2 separate regions of the Macaca mulatta genome follow, and region 2 is linked to region 1. Evidence: chromatin contacts called from public Hi-C data. All regions are on one chromosome and are shown on one strand. Each heading gives the region's core, a stretch centred on a gene start, on an enhancer-like site or on the middle of the called end of the contact. The rest is flanking DNA. Distances are from core to core; before and after follow the strand shown.

Evidence for each region. A called contact is a pair of places that touch in the nucleus more often than the background predicts.
Region 2: a contact with region 1 is called in a Hi-C map of fetal cortex germinal zone, with 2.6 times the contacts expected there. The contact joins the promoter of DDN here to the promoter of RND1 in region 1. A contact is called at or near these places in 6 of 14 Hi-C or Micro-C datasets (blood, cortical neurons, fetal cortex germinal zone and 3 more).

The regions. Positions count from the first base shown.
Region 1 is chr11:56,023,435-56,026,134 of T2T-MMU8v2.0, forward strand. RND1 (Rho family GTPase 1) reads right to left here and starts at 1,320. Exons shown (of 5, transcript XM_015151588.3): 1 at 1,071-1,320; 2 at 201-288. The coding sequence starts at 1,190.
Region 2 is chr11:56,165,661-56,168,360 of T2T-MMU8v2.0, forward strand. DDN (dendrin) reads right to left here and starts at 1,311. Exons shown (of 3, transcript XM_077954028.1): 1 at 1,233-1,311.

The DNA of each region.
Region 1 (2,700 bases), core at 70-2,569:
AGCTCCTGGGCTTCACCTACTCTGCACCCTTGGACCATGCAACTGAGTCGACCAACTGTCACCCTTCCCCACAACTAAGGAGTCTTCAGATTCTCTTCTTTCACTTCTCCCCACCAAAGGGGAAAACAACTTCTAGAAGACAGCAGCTACACAGCAGACCAGTGGGGGTGGGAAAGGGGCATTTGGAGCCGAATTCTTACCTGAGGTATCCCAGAGACTAAGCTCCACCCTCTGTTCCTCTGTCTCCAAACAGGCTGTGTAATTTTCGAACACGGTGGGCACATAGGTCTGTGAAAAGAGAGGAAACATTCACCCCGGGCCCCCCTACCCTCAGATCCCCTGGTTAGTGCTGGCTACACACGCACTCACCAGAGAGACAGTAAAGTCACAGGAGACAAGAAACCAGAGGAGATGCCTGGGTCAGGAGGGAAGGGAATGTGGGGGACCGGGCACTTTGCTCTGTGGCAGTGAGAAATGTGAATGACACCCCCCACCACCACCACCGCACCAGGGGTAATCCCCTCATATCCTAGACGATTAGGGACACACAAACACACACACAGATTCTTCCCATCCCCAGATTTGTGTTTCCCAATTTGAGAGAGCCACAGGCCAAAGCCATTCCTAGCTCATCTCCTCTCAAACCCCTCCAGCATGGTGAACAGAGGGCTGCAGAAGCCTGCCTGGAGGCACTGGCAGAGAGCCTTTGAGGAGCAGGTGAGCGGATAGGCAGGGATTACGTCAAGAAGAAACCCCAGACTCTCAAATGCCTCCAGTGCCCTCTCCTGAGAGCAGACTCCAGGGACGCAGGAAGGTGGAGGGGATCTGATGGGGCCTTTGGGTGAAGAGGTGAGGAGGAGCCAGCGGGGCGGCAGAAGTGGAACAGGTCTCAGGGGAAGCTAAGGCAGGGCAGTCCTCCAGCCAAAAAGCAGCGGAGGATGGGAAAGCCTCAGAAAGCGGCTGAGGATGGGCTGGGGCTAGGGGAGCCACGTCTCCTGGGCAGGTGGAAATCTACCCCAAGTCGGGCTGGTAGGGAGAAAAGCCGGCCAGCGGGCGGGCGGGCAGCTCACCTCCGGATAGCAATCCTTCGCTAACACTTGTAACATCGCGGTCTTCCCACACTGCACGTCCCCGACCAGAACGAGCTTACATCTGGCCACGACTGGCTGGGGGGCCCGTCTCTCTTTCATGGTTGCAGTGTCCGCGGGACTTGAATTTCGATTCAGAAGGGAGGGTTGCGCCAGGTGCGTCTCAGCACGCCAACCCAGCCGGATTCCCTGCCTCCCTCCAACTGTGGAGGAGGCCGGCACAGCCGCCTTTTATTTCTCTGGTTGAGCCAATCACAAGAGGAGGCGGACTCTGTTACGCCCAATCCCTGAGGTGGGATTCCCTCCAGCAGCCAATGGATCTGAGGATCTGAGTCAGCGCCCCCTTCCTCCCTTCCCTTTCTCTTAAAGCTGCACCTTTGCTTCCCCCAGAAAGGGGATTCCCACGTTGTTCTGCATTTGTATTAGGAAGAGGAAAGGGTACTGGAAGCAAAATGAAATGATCTGGAGTGTCTACCAATAAGTGTCAAAAAAACAAACTAGCTATGGAAGCAGGAAGTGAGGTCAGGCTGGAGTTGCAGGGACTGTCCCGGGTGGGTTAGAAGAGCAGGACCTGCTTAGACTATAGACAGGTGCGTGTGTGTGTTGGAGGAGTGGGGGGTGGGGGAGGTGGCCCAGAGCTTCTCTGACATTTTTTTTTCTTTTTTTTTTTCCTTACATCTTTTGTTTTAAGTAGAGACAGGGGTCTCACCATGTTGCCCAGGCTGGTCTTGAATCTCTGGGCTCAAGCAATCCGCCTGTCTCAGCCTCCCAAAGTGCTGGGATTACAGACATGAGCCACAGCATCTGGCCTGATGTCTGACTTTTTTGTTTTTTCTAACTCCCATCCAAACTAGTTCTTGCTTCCCCTTATTTCCCTTCCCAATATCAGCTCCTGCTGTACCTCTTTTATTTTTATTTTTATTTGTGTGTTTATTTATTCATTCATTTTGAGATGGAGTATCGCTCTTGTTGCCCAGGCTGGAGTGCAATGGCGCGATCTCAGCTCACTGCAACCTCCACCTCCCTGGTTGAAGCAATTCTCCTGCCTCAGCCTCCTGAGGAGCTGGGATTACAGGCACCCACCTCGATGCCCTGCTAATTTTTGTATTTTTGGTAGAGACGGGGTTTCTCCATGTTGGTCAGGCTGGTCTCAAGCTCCCGACCTCAGGTAATCCGCCCGCCTTGGCCTCCCAAAGTGCTGGGATTATAGATGTGAGTCACCATGCCTGCCTGGCCAGTGCCCGCTTTAAAGCCTTCTCTTCTTCAAGAATCACCTTCGCCACCAAAAAGAGAGACAGAGAGAGAGAGAAAGAAAGAAAGAAAAGAAAGAAAGAAAGAAAGCTTTCTAGAGTCATCCAGAAAAAAACACACAGCACCTGACCCAGTGATGGGTAGAGAGAAATGAGGGACTCTGGCAAGTGGGGATGGGAGAGAGGAAGAAGACAAAGCAAACACACTCACTGTTTGGCCAGACAGCCTCTCACCCATGCCTAGCAGGAGCTGCTTAGGGGTGTTTGTTCTGTGGCCTAGGCTCAGCTTCCTGGATGAATCAGGCACAGGTCCAGTTCCATGTTAACGCCCACTGAAACTGACGCACTAATTGTGTCACCTG
Region 2 (2,700 bases), core at 61-2,560, 140 kb after region 1:
CTGCTGGTTTCCATGGGGTTGGGGTGCAGGAGGGGCTGGCCCACGGCTGGGGGGCTATTTTTAGCGGCAGTGGCTGTTCGGGTGCAGAGATGAGATGAGTAACCAGCTCCCATGCGGTGGAGAGAGGAGGCGGTGGCTTTCACCAAGCTTTGTGCGACTCTGAGGGAGAGCTGCCTTCCCTAAGCTCAAAAAGGGTGACCCCTACACCCGTATCTCCTCGCCAGCTCAGTGCTGCAGCCTAGGATTGCTGGTACAGCAGGACACAGGCGTGTGCCTTGGCCACCCAAGCTGCCCTACCAGTCCCATTCTACGTTTGTCCTTGGGCAGCCAGGGAGCCCTCCCACAGCAGCAGGCTTTCACCTCCAATTTAGAAGCAGGATTTGGGGGTTATATTGTTCTGTGCCCACACAGCCTGCCCAGCTTTATGGAGGACAGAGTAAGTGCTTATGCACTCTCACCCTTCCAGAGGGGGATGGAGGAGAGATGGTGTGTTTGCTTGGCAAAACTAATCCCCTAGCAACTGAAATGATAAAAGTGGCCTTTTTTTTTTTTTTCCCCAATGTAGAGCTCCCCCTCACCACAACAATTGCCTAGTTCACTCAGCCCCCACCTGAAGTGGTGCTCCAGATGCTCACCTTTGGGCTGCCTCTGTCCTGGGGGGCTGTTGCTTACATCCACATGATCCCTCCTCCTAAGCTTATACCAGGTGTCCCCTGATTCACCATGGTAATGTTAGTGGCAGCACAGCCCACGCCAACCCTTCCATGCAGAGACTTAGCAACCATGCCTGGCAACCATGGCAGCAGCCTCAGTGGAGGGGAGGGGTGCAGAGAGGGGAAAGAGAGTGTGTGTGTGGCAATGGTTCCTCGGGAAGAAGGGATAATTTGCCTCTGGAGAGGAATAGGTAAGAATAGAAGCTTGTGAGTCTCCCAAATTTTATCCCTTGTCTCTCCCTCAGCTTCATCCTCACACTGAGACTGATAGGTTGGGTTTTAGGGGCAAATCAGAGAAGCAAGAGTTCCCAATTAGTTTTCCACTAATGTACATGGAGCCCTTTGGGTCCAGACCCTTCCTTTTAAGGGGATGGGGAACAACCAGAAAGGTTGTCGTGGGGCAGAGACTGACTGACTAACAGCTCAACAAAACCAGGCCTCTGCTCCCTAACACAAACCTTTAGAGAGAATGCAAACATTCCCTGTCCCATCCACCCTACCCCCCTTGATTCCACACACCTGCCAGCTGCACCGATGACTTGACTCGAAGGTGCTTCCTTCCACCCTAGGTCCCACTAGAATCCTGAGGCTTTTTAAAGCCCCTGCCTCCTCCCTAGGCAAATCTTCCTTAATGAGGGAATGTGACATAAGAGGCCATCTGTCCTTTCCACCATGTACTTACCCTCCCCACACATAAACATACTCTAATTCTAATAACTTGGAAGCCTTCCTCCCCCAAGTTTGAGAATGTGCTGTGAGAGCTGTAAAGGGGTGAAGGCTGAAGCAGGGGCTCCTCTACAGTCATGATGCAACACTGAAAGCAGAGCTCTGATGAGGGCCACCTTCTTTTTTTAAAATAAGCTTCCTCAGGTCGAATCTGATGAGGGCCTTGATGCTTTTCCCTGTGTTCCATCGGGAAGCCTAGTTTGGAGAACCCAGTATGCCGTGGCTGGAGGGTCATCAGAGGGGTTAGGCACTGTCAGGGAAGGGGTTAGCAGCACTGTGGGGGAAGGGGCAAGCAATGACTCTGAAATTGCTCCTGGTTTGGATAGGAAACTGTATCATACCTGTAAGGCAGGGGTTAGCTGGCACCCAAATTTAGCTCATACTCCAGTCTAGCAGTTCTGGTGTTGGGTGCTGACTGCTGTTTGGGTCTACATGGTTTCAGTACAGGGAATGGATCTGATGGAGTGACCAGTGCCCTGCTGTTCTCCCACCATCCAGCTCTGTCTCACCTTGGAAGAAAGGCAAGGGATTTGCAGGTTTAAAGATAGTGCCAACGGGGTACGGTGGCTCATGCCTATAATCCCAGCACTTTGGGAGGCTGTGGTAGGTGGATCACAAAGTCAGGAGTTTGCGACCAGCCTGGCCAATATGGGTGAAACTCTGTCTTTACTAAAAAATACAAAAATTAGCCAGGTGTGGTGGTGCGCGCCTGTAATCCCAGCTACTCAGGAGGCTGAGGCAGGAGAATCGCTTGAACCTAGGAGGCAGAGGTTGCAGTGAGCTGAGACTGCGCCACTGCACTCCAACCTGGGCAACAGAGCGAGATTCCATCTCAAAAAAAAAAAAAAAAAAAAATAGTGCCAACTCAGCAAAAGCCAAACAGTCCAACCTTCCTTAAGAAAAGCTGATAATGGTGGCAGGATTCTCTGCCCAAAGGAGACCCTCAAGTCTGTCTACTCTTGGGAGTAGACACTAACACTGTTACAGGATTTTCCTTGGGTACCAGCCATGATTCAGGCAGAGGGGAAAGTGAGATAGAAAGGAGGAACCACAGGGTAAGGAGTAGTTGTGAAAGAATTAGAAGTCGGAAGTCTACTGTAGCAGTAAAGACTGTTTGGGTTCAAATCCTAGCTCCATTTTTTTTTTTACTAGCTGTGTGGTCTTGGGTTAGTTACCCAGCCTCTCTGTGCCTCCATTTTTTAAAATCTGTAAAAAACTGGAATAGTGTCTACTATTGTTCTGAGGATTAGTTAATATATGT